Regions from separate parts of the Sus scrofa genome. Here regions 2 and 3 are each linked to region 1. Evidence: chromatin contacts called from public Hi-C data. All regions are on one chromosome and are shown on one strand. The core of a region is the stretch at or near the end of the contact, and the rest is flanking DNA. Distances in the headings are between cores, read along the strand shown. Region 1 overlaps SHQ1 (protein SHQ1 homolog). Region 2 overlaps LOC110256273 (a long non-coding RNA gene). Region 3 has its middle 45 kb from the start of RYBP.

Region 1 (3,968 bases), core at 402-2,901:
TATTTATTTATTTATTTATTTATTTATTTATTTATTTATTTATTTATTTATTTTTTAGGGCTGCATCTGAGGCACATGGCAGTTCCCAGTCTAGGGGCTGAATTGAAGCTATAGCCTATGGTCTGTGCCACAGCCACAGCAAGCAAGATCTGAGCCTTGTCTGTGACCTACACCACAGTTCATGGCAATGCCGGATCCTTAACGCACTGAGTGAGGCCAGGGATCGAACCTGCGTCCCTAGTCAGATTCGTTTCCACTGAGCCACGTCAGGAACTCCGCACTTCAATTTAAAAATAAAAGATAAGTACTAGGGATGTAATGTTCAACATGATAAATATAATTAACATTGCTTTATGTTATGTATGCAAGTTAAGAGAATAGATCTAAAGAGTTCTTATCACAAGAAAAATACTGCTTTCATACATGTATGTGTAACTGGGTCGCCATGCTGTACAGTAGAAAAAAATTGTATTGGAATAACTATTAAAAAATTAGTAAATTAAAAAAAAGAGAAGTATTGCTTTCTGTTTCTTTAATTTTGTGTCTATATGAGACGGTGGCTGTTTACTAAACTTATTGTGATAATCACTTCATGATGTATGTTAATTACTAAAAAAAAAGAACGTTAAAAAATTAGCAAGGCACATGATTAAGGAAGAATTTGAATTCGCATCTTGTAAATGTGCCAGGTGTGGGGATATGCATAGGCTATAAAGTAAATATGGGGCTCAGGGTTTAACGCCTTGCTCCTCCACAGGCTGGCTCTGTGATGTGGCAACTTCTCTGGGTCACTGTGGAAATCCTGTATCTACCTCAGAGAGTTATCGTGAGGATTGAGCTAGACACTGCTGTCCTTAAAACCCATAGCATATTCTAAGTCTTAGAAATTGTCATTATAGAGTAAGTCAGTGGCAGGAGAGCCAGGAATTGAATGGCTTCCCTTTGAAATTCCAATTTTTGTGCATTTCACAGCTTTAGGGGGAAGTTCTTTGTTAACACGATTCCTCTCTCAATTTTTGTTTTTCTTGTTTGAATATTTGAGACACCCACATTTGGAGATTTAAATTGAAGTATGTTGAACCAGTCTCAAATATGGGAGAAAAGAAATAAACCAAAAAATAAACTTCGAAGTTCCCAGCTCACTCAAGCAGCATGTTGCTGTAGTTTTTCCCTTTCTCCTCTCCCTCTTTTTTCCTTTGCCTCCTGGGCCTTCTTGTCATTGCAGTGGGACATTGCCAGGTGAATATAGTAGTGTAGGTTAGGAGTGCAGCTTTGATCCCTTCCCCTCATAAAATACTAAGCTGGATTGTTTTGATTTCCAGATAAGCCTTAACATGGTGAACTTTGCCCCTGTCTTTGCCTTGGTTACAGTGCTTGTCATTTTCAGTGTCACCCTGAGTTTCATTGACATCTTCTGTTTGGTAATGATCGGGATCGCCCTCCCTAAAGGCTTGTAAATGGAAGTGTTAAATGCTGTGCTCCCACTGAGCTTTGGTTTCACGAGGATGAATTTACCACATTTCCCGTGTTGTCTCTCAGTGGTTAATCTCAGCCCAAGAATCTTGCCACGTGACTGCTTGTTATGACACCACATAACTTTTATAGTCAATGAACTTCCTAGCAGGGACATCCTGTTTGCCACCAGTGTTTTCAGGGCGAACTGTCAGTGTCGGCTCTGAAAGCTACAGCACCTCAGGGCTGCTAGTTTAGGCCAAGGGCTTACGTGCAGCACACTTTCTCCTGATTGCCTTAATCTGTTTTCAGAAAGTGTACAATGTAATGGATTTGCATTCCTCTCAGAGGAGTCAGATCACACATGATTTAACTGTTGACCCACAGAAGACAGGGATGTTTGGAAGAGGGATTTTGACAGAAGGGAAAATGTCAAAGTAACAAAACTAGACAAGGTTCTAAGAGGAGTGACAAGGTCCCTTTCCGTTTTGATGGGAGCCTCTTGGCAGTCCCCAAATGTATTAATGGGGTTTTTAATGTTGGGTGGTGGTCTTGGGCCATTTGCTTCAGTGTTCGGGCACCAGTTTCTCTACCAAATGAACTGAACATTCAGCTGACTTTTGTTTGACTGTAGATTATTTATAGAAGTGTAATTAACCAAAATGTTGTGAACTATATAGCAAAGCTGCTTTGTCGTATAGCTAAGTCATGCAAATGCTCAACAAATGTTACTGGTGGTGGCAATCGTCCAGTATTGTTGGCGCCACATCTAGTTATTTCCAGTGCTGCTGCTCGGTTAGACCCAATGGTGTGCAAACCTCCCCAAGTTCTCCTCTGGGTGATTTGATTTACAGCTCTAATAAAAAAGGGCTGGGAGAGCTCAGACTTTTGGTTTCTCTGGTGATGTCCTGGTTTGTTGTTTTTGTTATTTATTATCTCTGGTTTCTTTGCTTGAGTTTCAGAATTTAAATACTTCTGTATATTATCAATGAACTGCTTAGGCCAAAATGGAACTCAAAAACACTCAGAAAAAAGTGGTGGTATTTTAAGGGAAGGTTGGGGCACCCAGGATTCTGGAATTCAGAAGAGTACTTTCAAGTTGACTATTCTTGTGTGTATGGTCATGGAAAGTGACCTGTGATGTGTGAAAACACCTGTGGGTAATGTAACATCAGAACCCACACTTCCCAGGTCGTCCTTTATAAATTGTTGAGCACTTACTGTGTGATGGCTTAAGAGTAATGAATAAACCTGTTGGTGGGTTGATGTGTTATTCAATGGTTCTGAGCCTCTTTACATTGTGGTTCAGAATTACATGGAAGCAGATGTCTTTATTAGCCAAGTAGGATGTAAAGGCTAGTGAACACGAACACCTGGCACTTTCCTAGTAGCTACTTTTTTTTTTTTGGCAGCACCTGCGACATACGGAAGTTCACAGGCCAGGCATCAAATCTGAGCCAAAGCTACAGTCTACACCTCAGCTGCAGCAACACCAGATACTTAATCCACTGCACCAAGCCGAAACCCGTGCTTCTGCAGCGACAGCACTGGATCCTTAACCTCCTGTGCCACAGCAGGAACTCCTCCTATTAACTGAATCAATGAACATCTCCAAAACTATACCTAAGGGAATATTCTCTCACATCTTCCTGCTAAGTACCACAGATCTTAAAATACTTTTTCAGGTCCGCTTTCTTCATGTGGTGAAGAAATATTCCTTCTTACAGTTTCCTTACTTTACTTTAAGTGAACTGAGAGCTTCTAGTTAAATTGAGGAATCTTTATATGAGTCCTTTAAGGGAACAATCACCACTCAGTTTACCTGTCATATGAGTTTCTTTTTTGTTGTTGTTGTTGGCCGAACCCAAGGGAAGTTCCTGGGCCAGAGATCAAATCCAAATCACAGCTGTGACCTCTGTCCCAGCTGCAGCAATGCTGGATCCTTAATCCACTGCTCCATAGCAGGAACTCCACGAATTTCTTTTTTCTTTTTACAGTGGCACCTGCAGCATGTGGAAATTCCTGGGCTAGGGGTCGAATCAGAGCTATAGCTTCCAACCTGTGCCACAGTAATACCAGATCTGAGCCACATCTGTGACCTGTGCCACAGCTTGGGGCAGTGGTAGACCCTAAACCCTCTGAGCAAGGCCAGGGATTGAATATGCATCCTCATGGACATTATGTCTGGTTCTTAACCTGCTGAGCCACAACGGGAACTCCCATGAATTTCATTTTTAAATGTCAGTCTTTAAAGAATGCTTCAGGCCAGGCATCAAATCTGAGGCCTACATTAAATTTGAAAATATATACCTTTCTTCATGTTGCTGGCCAGCAAATTAAATACATTATTTGTTGCTGATGTAAGTTATTTATTGTTTATAGAAGTACTGCTAGTACAAACATTAAATTTTTAAAAATATAGTTGAAAAAATAATTATATTTTATGTCAAAGCCTTTTTTTTTTTTTCACTCTAACATATTTAAATGAGTAAAGGAATATCGCTTCTAGTAATTTC
Region 2 (3,968 bases), core at 785-3,284, 440 kb after region 1:
CAACATAAATAAATTGGCTGTGTGATTTCAAGGAACTAAAACAAAATACAACACAACACAAAAAAAAACCCTAAGAACAATCTGCTTTGTCATGTCCCAAGTTTCTCTCCTCCAAGGTTCAGGCACCTGGGGGCTTCTTCATTCTGGGTGCAGAGATGCTTATTGCATGATCTTCTCAAGGCTTAGAGGGGCAGACTCAACATGCAAATGCACCTGTACTCCTCTAGTAATTTAAAAATAAATATAAAGCTAACATTTATTGAGCCATATTACTGCACCAGGTACTCTGTGTTTTCTATCAATTATCCTGATCAGCCCCTCCCAAAGCTAAGGATTAGCATTATCCCCTTTGACAGATGAGGCAATTAAGGCTGAGAGAGGACAAATGACTTGTCCAAGGTCACACAGCTGATTAAGATCCTTGGAGACCCTGGAGGGAATATAGGGCAGTTGTAGGGCTCCAGAACAGATGCTGAAACCCCTTCTGGCCTCTGTGGGAGTTGAAATAGGACTGCTGTGTTAAAATGTGGTGTCTGTGCCTTTCTGGGCTCCCAGGACATCTTGGCAGAATACAGACTGGCCACAGCTCAGAGTACTAAGTCTCTAAAAGACTGTTTACTTCAAAGAATGGTGGTCTTTCTCAACATAAATCCTCCCAAACTTTCAAAGTGTGATAGTCAGGTTTTGCTGTGATAACGCTGCATAACAAACAACTCTCCTCAAACTTTGGGAGCTTCCAGCAATATCTATGTATGGGTCTTGCTCTTGGGTCTGTGGGCCTTCTGGAGTAGCTCTGCTTCAGGCTTTGAGTCTTTGACCAGGTACATTCCATGTATTTCTTCCTTCTGGAATAAGTGGTTACCCAGAGGATGTCTTATGGTAAGTGGCAGAGGCACAGAAGACCTAATGAAATGAACCAAACACTTTTAAAACCTCTGCTCACACACACTCACTTACATCCTGCTGGCCAAAGGCAATCCAGTGGCCAAGCTCACTGTCACTATGGGGAGATGACCAATCCACCAACCTGATCGACCATTCAAATGCATCTCACTCCAAGGCCATCTTACCTGGCTGCAGTGGCTACAGGCTTTGCTTCTTATTTCCATGAGGATAAGGCTGGACATTTCCCAAAGGAACTTAACCAAAGACTGAAAGGGAGTGACAGAGAGGCTGTCCTGGATATCTGATGGTTCTGCTTGCCAGGAATGTGCTCTGCTAGTGAGTGATTCTTGATTTCCCTTTGGTGAGTCACTCACCCCATTCTCAGTCTCTGACTGGGGGGTGAGGATGCTGTCCTCACCTGCCAGCTTCAGAGGTGGATACCTGATCCTTTTCTGGCCAATGGGAATACTCTCTCCTCTTGACCAAATGATTAGTTCTGAGCTGGTCCAAGCTGGAACACTGAAAATGATACTCAGGACTTGTGCTAAAACTATTAGAACAGAGTGATATGTTTCCAGAGATTTTGTGAAGCAGAGTGGAGCCTGGAACCTTGGGTAGCTATCTTTGTACTTTTGGTAAAATAAAGTGAAACCTACACTGAAGAAAACAAGGTCAAGGGATGTAACAGAGTTGTGAGAACATTTGTTGAGCATCTGGATCCAGCTATGCTGGAAAGCCCGAAACTCTGCAATAATTCTTTTTGTAGTTGGAGGTAGGCTTGGGCCAGATTGAATTGGAAAGTTGTCCCTTGCAACTGAAAACAACTTACTAGTTCAGAACTAGATCTAAATGGGGTATTGTGAGATGGCTAAGTTCAGCCTTGGGTACAAATCCTAACCTTGCCCCTTAGAACTGTGTGGCCTAGTTGAGCCTTGGTCTCCTCATCTGTGAAATGGGAACAGTAATACTCACTTTAATGGTTGTTGTGCTGATAAACCGTATAAAACAGATTGTCTGGGTTTGGCAAGTTGTAGATCGTCAGTGAACAGTTGATGTTTATTATAAGCAGAAGATTGAGAGGCAGGCTTCCTGTCTTCCTGGGCCAGTGTCCAGCCTCCTGGTTTGTTTGCCCGCAGATCCCACAAGTCACACGACATTCCTTCCTGTCGCCTGCGGGAGGGTGGGGTTGGCACGAGCTCTGAGCTCTGGCCAGCTGTACCTTCTCTCCCAGAGCCTCCCTCTGGCCTGTCTTCCAGGCCCACGTCTGGGCCCAGAGGGCTCAGCACCTGAGAAATGCTGCTGTCCCAGCCCCACAGCCCAGCCCCAGCTCGGCCCCTGTAGGGGAGGCCTCTCCCTTTCCAGAACCACAGGCTTTTAGAGACAGGGAACTCAGGAGTCCTGGAGCTCCTTTGGCTTTGCTGTCAGGGCTCTTTCCCAGCTAGGAAGTGGCAGGCCCATAATTCAAATCCTGTTCTCTGCCTCCACCCTGCTCCCTCCCTGGGAGAGAAGTTGTGGGTCTGTTTCAAAACTTACTCGCAGGGGGGTCACTGACAATTTTAGGACACATGCCAATGAATGTTTTCAATTTTTTTTAATTTAATTTTTTTTTTTTTTTTTGCACCTGCAGCTTATGGAAATTCCCAGGCTAGTGTCAAATCAGAGCTGTAGCTGCCAGCCTACACCACAGTCACAGCAGGGCCAGACCTGAGCTGTGTCTGTGACCTACGCCACAGCTCATGGCAATGCCAGATCCTTAACCCACTGAGCAAAGCCAGGGATCGAATCCACATTCTCATGGATACTAGTCAGATTCTTAACCCCATTAGCCACAGTGGGAATTCTCGAATATAGTTCATTTTGACAGCTTTGCACTCAGTGGGGTAATTAGCCCCCAGCCCTTCCACAATAGAAAGCGAGGTCACAGGAGGGGGATTCCAATCTGTTTCATCCTCTTGCATTTCCAGAGACTTGAATAGTGCCCAGCACATAGTCAGTGCTTCATAAAGGTTTTATTGACTGAATCAATGAATAAAAGGGTGGAGTTCCAGTCGTGGCTCAGTAGTAACCAACCCGACTAGTATTCGTAAGGATGCAGATTTTATCCCTGGCCTCGCTCAGTGGTTTAAGGATCCAGTGTTGCCAGGAGCTGTGGTGTTAACTGCAGATGTAGCTCAGATCCTGTGTTGCTGTGGCTGTAGTGAAGGCTGGCAATTGCAGCTCCGATTTGATCCCTAGCCTGGAAGCTGCCATAGGCTGAGGGTGCAGCCCTAAAAAACAAAAACAAAAACCCAAAAAACTAAAAACAAAAGGGGGGTGGGTGGAGAGAATGCATCGCTAGCAGAGCTGGTTCTCAGAGATCAAGGTGTCTCTGGAAATCTATTTGAATAGGAAAATGTTAGGTCAGTCTGAAGACAAATACCAAGGGAGGAAAAGCAGCGTGTGTATGTGTAGGTGGAAATAGTGGTCAGGTGGAACCTGGGTCCCTGGATTCATGCAGTGCCAGGTGACTCAGCCCCCATGTCTGCTCCAGCCAAGCAGTCTGTGACGCTTTGTGGGCTGAGGCAAGAGATGAGCCTGCCGGTCCCAGGTGTATGAGTTTCCTGTGGTTGTCGTGACAAATTAACCACCACCTGGCTGGGTAACAGCTACAGAAATGTCTCCTCTCACGTTTCCGGGGGCTAGATGTCTGAAATCAAGGTGCAGACAGGACCATGCTCCCTTTGAAGTCCTTGCCTCTTTCAGCTTCTGGTGGCTCCAGGTGTTCCGGGGCACGTGGCCACATCACTCGAATCTCAGTCTCTGTCTTCACATGGCCTTCCTCTCTATGTCAGTGTCTTCCTGCTGTCTCTTAAAAGGACATGTCCTGGGGTTTAGGGCCTCCCCCCTACCCAGTGCTAACCCAGGGTATCCCATCTGGAGATCCTTACTTACATCTGCAAAGACCCTTCCTCAAATGTTCTGGGGCTTAGGACCTAGATCTATCTTTTTGGTGGATGCTGTTCAACTTAGGACTCCTGGGGTCTGGACCCTGTTTAGCCCCAACCCCAGGTCTGCAGTGTCACCTTCTCCAGGGAAGCCCAGTT
Region 3 (3,968 bases), core at 912-3,411, 300 kb after region 1:
AAATGCTGGAGCCTGACTTCCCATGTTAAGTCATAAAAGTCATGGAAGTTTCTCTTCTGTTCTCTCTTGGATCACTTGCTCTGAGGGAGGCTAGCTGCCATATTAGGAGGACATTCAAGCAGCCCGGTGGAGAGGTCCACGTGGTGAGGAATTCCTGTCAACAGGCATGAGCTATTGTGGAACTGGATCTTCTCACCCTGATCCAGTCTTCAGATGACAACATTCCCAGCAGATACCTTGACCCCATCCTGATCCAGGACCTCTAGCCAAACCACGCTCTAATTACTGACCCACAGAAACCGTGTGAGATCATATTTATTTTTGTTTTGAGCTGCTAGTGTTTGAAGTAATGTGTTCTGCTGAAAAAGGTAATTAGTAGTCCCCCTCTTATCTATAAAGTTTACTCCTTTCCTTTCCAAATTCTCTCTCCCTCAAGGCTCAAGTCAAATTCTTCTTCCTGCCTGAATTCTCCAACCCAGAGGGATCACTCATTCCTTAAGCCCATGCCTGTCTTTCTCATTTGGGGTTCACTGGATGGAACTAGAAGGAAAGACAGCTAAAGCCAAACCCAATATCTGTTGTATCTTTGTTAGTAGATGACTACATAATTTATCACCTGTACCAGACACTTCTGAGAGTGAAAAGGGGTGCTATTGGAGGTCTCCCATGGTGCAGTGGGTTAAGGATCCAATGGTGTCACTGCAGTGGCTTGGGTCGATGCTGTGGCCTGGGTTAAATTCCTGGCCTGGGAACTTCCACGTCCACAGGAGCAGCCAAAGAAGAAAAGAAAAGAGGGGAGTTCCTGTTGTGGCGCAGTGTGAAACCGACGAATATTTATGAGGCTGTGGGTTTGATCCCTGGCCTCACTCAGTGGGTCAGGGATCTGGCATTGCTGTGATGTGCCGTGTAGGTCACAGATGCGGCTGGGATCCTGTGTGGCTGTGGCTGTGGTGTAGGCTGGCAGCTGCAGCTCCAATTCAACCCCTAACCTGGGAACTTCCATATGCTGCAGGTTTGGCAAAAAGAAAGAAAGGAAGGAAGGAAGGAAGGAAGGAAGGAAGGAAGGAAGGAAGGAAGGAAGGAAGGAAGGAAGGAAAGAAAAGTGGTGCTATTAGTAATGATCCTGGGAATCAGTAAAATCCAGGATGGTTTTAGGTAAAAAGATATCATTCAGTTACCCCACCCCTAAGAGGTGCCAACACCTCTCTGAAAATGTAATAAGAGAGAAAAAATTGTTTAGGAGACTTGCAGTTTTACTTGCCTAATGCTTGGATGTACCAAAAAAAAAAAAAAAAAAAAAAAAAAAAGAGTAGCTTCTTTATTTTGCTATAATAGATATTTTTCCTTGCACATCTCCACCCAGCTAAAGCGTCAAGAGGGAAAATATGATTTTATGCCAGGCTGGTAATTTATTTATTTATTTTATAATGATTTTTATTTTTTTCCATTATAGCTGGTTTCCAGACTGGTAATTTAAACAGTCTCTGAGCAGTTCTCACTGTGGCGCAATGGGATCAGTGGTGTCCAGGGAGCACTAGGATGCAGTTTTGATCCCCAGCCTGGCACAGTGGGTTAAGGATCCAGTGTTGCTGAAGCTTCAGCTTAGGTCACAGCTATGGTTTGGATCTGATCCCTGGCCTGGGAACTCCATGAGCTGTGAGGTGGCCAAAAAAGAAAACAAATTAAAACAAAAACAAAAACAAAAACAGTCTCCGAGATTGCTCAGTGGTGACATGTCTGAGCAGAGGGGGGAGTGCAGCCAGAGTTCCAAGCCCCATCTCCCCATCCCCATCATTGCCAAATCCCCCCTCATCACTTAAGGTGAAAACATGGGCATCTGAGGGACCAGTAGAAAGTGGGAGAAGATCCTTTCAAGAATGATTGGTCTGAAGTGCTACCTGCACTAAGAGGCCATGAAGGGACTATTTTCCCACCTTTGGAGCAATGTTCTAGTACTGGAGCCATCTCTCATGGGTATGGGGGTTAAGCCTTACACAAGTGCACCCACAGAAGGGCTGAAATCTGGCCAGGGCTTTCCTAGGAGAGCCATGAGCAGGTGGGGCTGTGTGTGTCAGAAGAATGAAACTCTTTCCAGTTTGCACAAAGGCATTCCATGAGCCAGGACAGAACTTGGCCAGTGCCCAGGGTCCAGGTTATTGGCTCTTGGCTTGGCATGCTTTGCTTGTGGTGGCTTGTTGGTCCTGCTCACAGGCTAGAGCTGGTTCCAAGCTCTTTTGGCACCTCCCTGATCCCATATGAGGCCCACGGAAGATTCTAGATCTCCTATATTACTGGTACAGGCCACAGAGGGTCCAAGCATCTTCCTTCCTATACAATCCTCTAGATAACCACCTGTACACCATTGCTTCTGGCCCCAGAGACACATGGCTTTAAGCTAGAAGCAGATCCCCACCCCCAGGGGCTGGCAAGACTTCCTTGCCCTGTGCCCTGGATGTGATCCACTTACCCTGGGTAGTCTTACATTTTCCCCATCATTTTCTGGGTGTTTCTAAATCTCCTCTCCCTAGAGACATTTGACTTTATCAATAGTCTGCAAGCTCCCCTTCCTTCCCACCACCCTCCCAGGATAGCCTAAACAGGCTTGGGGCATTACTGGGAATAACAAAACTCAGTGATTAAAAGCCATACCTCTCCACCTTTTCCCTGTGGTACCACACATCACACAGAAAATTGTGTGTGTGTGTGTGATCTTGGAGGGGATCTGGAATCCCTGGGGATGGCTCTAGAGGATTAGTGGGGTACCTAGCTGCCCAGATCCTGCCAGGCTGTTCTGAGAGCAGATGGGACCAAGTCTCTTGGGGCCTGCAGAGGCACAGTAGCTGCAAAGCCCTATATAGAGCCCTAAACTTGACTTAGTGAGAAAGGAACTAGGAGTTCCTATTGTGGCTCAGCAGGTTAAGAACCCAACATAGTTTCCATGAGGATGCGAGTTTGATCCCTGGCCTTGCTCAGTGGGTTAAGGATTTGGCATTGCTACACACAGGTGCAGCTCAGATCCCAAGATGCTGTGGCTGTCATGTAGGCCGGTAGCTGCAGCTTGGATTCCATCCTTAGCCTGGGCACTTCCATTTACCACAAGTGTGGCTATAAAATGGGGGGGGGGAAAGGAACCAAGTAGTTGAGAAATACCTGTCCTCTAAAAGATCCTTGCTTTCAAGGCCATTGTCCCCACACAGATCAAGAACATCAGCTTAGAGACCAGTGCTGATCAAGGCCTATTTATTCGAAAAGATCTTTCTCCTTCCCTGGGGTGGTAAGTCTTCTGGCACAGCTCTAGAGGTGGGCAGCAGCAAGAAAACAGTGTCAAGGGGGAAACTAAAATATACAGGATCCCTGACCCAAGGATAAGGATGGGACCTGCTCTGGTGGTGGGTCGGGATGCAGGGGTGTGGCATCAGTGGGTGAGACCTCAAGGTAGCAGCACCCTTGAGACCCAATACCTTTGGTTAGACTGCTTACCACAGGAGCAGATTTCTATTACCTCCAGGGCTTTGGTTTTGTTGCTGGTTTGTGCAAATAAGGGGCCAGACCCGGGGAGGTGAGGAAGAGGAGGGAGCCACCCCACCCCTACCCACCCTCAAGGCTCTCTTGTCATCTTCACAGTCAATACTCTTGCCCACAGATGAGGTTTGCCAGTTCTTGAGCAATAAACAACTATAAACAACTATAGCATGTAGTTTTGTTGCTCTGTCCAGTTTCCTTTGCTTAACATTCTGTCTCTGACACCTCATCCCTGTGGTGTCAGAGACAGAGTAGAAGTCTGCTCTTCTTTCCTTGCTCTATCGTATTCTCTTGCAGCAAAATACACTTAGTATGGAATTCCCATCATGGCTCAGTGGTTAATGAACCTGACTAGTATTCATGAGGATGCTAGTTCGATCCCTGGCCTTGCTCAGTGGATTGAGGATCTGGCGTTGCTGTGGCTCTGGTGTGGGCTGGCGGCTACG

What was found. Hi-C and Micro-C count contacts between places; a contact is called where the count stands out from the background.
Region 2: a Hi-C map of liver shows a contact between it and region 1, with 6 times the contacts expected there. The contact joins two enhancer-like sites. A contact is called at or near these places in 2 of 47 Hi-C or Micro-C datasets (epiblast stem cells and liver) and 1 of 2 datasets of contacts at active chromatin or transcription factors (alveolar macrophages).
Region 3: a Hi-C map of liver shows a contact between it and region 1, with 8 times the contacts expected there. The contact joins two enhancer-like sites. A contact is called at or near these places in 1 of 47 Hi-C or Micro-C datasets (liver) and 1 of 2 datasets of contacts at active chromatin or transcription factors (skeletal muscle).

Annotation. Positions count from the first base shown.
Region 1 is chr13:54,149,749-54,153,716 of Sscrofa11.1, reverse strand. The region is part of intron 6 of SHQ1 (protein SHQ1 homolog); the gene reads left to right. Among named protein-coding and RNA genes, the nearest start is that of SHQ1, 29 kb to the left of the region's middle. Within about 2 kb of position 1,651, at least 16 of the 83 cell types and tissues checked have an H3K27ac peak or open chromatin away from gene starts, as enhancers often do. A contact at or near this core is called in liver, where this site is marked.
Region 2 is chr13:53,706,962-53,710,929 of Sscrofa11.1, reverse strand. All of the region lies in intron 1 of LOC110256273 (a long non-coding RNA gene), which reads left to right. Among named protein-coding and RNA genes, the nearest start is that of RYBP, 100 kb to the left of the region's middle. Within about 2 kb of position 2,034, at least 19 of the 83 cell types and tissues checked have an H3K27ac peak or open chromatin away from gene starts, as enhancers often do. A contact at or near this core is called in liver, where this site is marked.
Region 3 is chr13:53,853,009-53,856,976 of Sscrofa11.1, reverse strand. No RefSeq gene overlaps it. Among named protein-coding and RNA genes, the nearest start is that of RYBP, 45 kb to the right of the region's middle. Within about 2 kb of position 2,161, at least 3 of the 83 cell types and tissues checked have an H3K27ac peak or open chromatin away from gene starts, as enhancers often do. A contact at or near this core is called in liver, where this site is marked.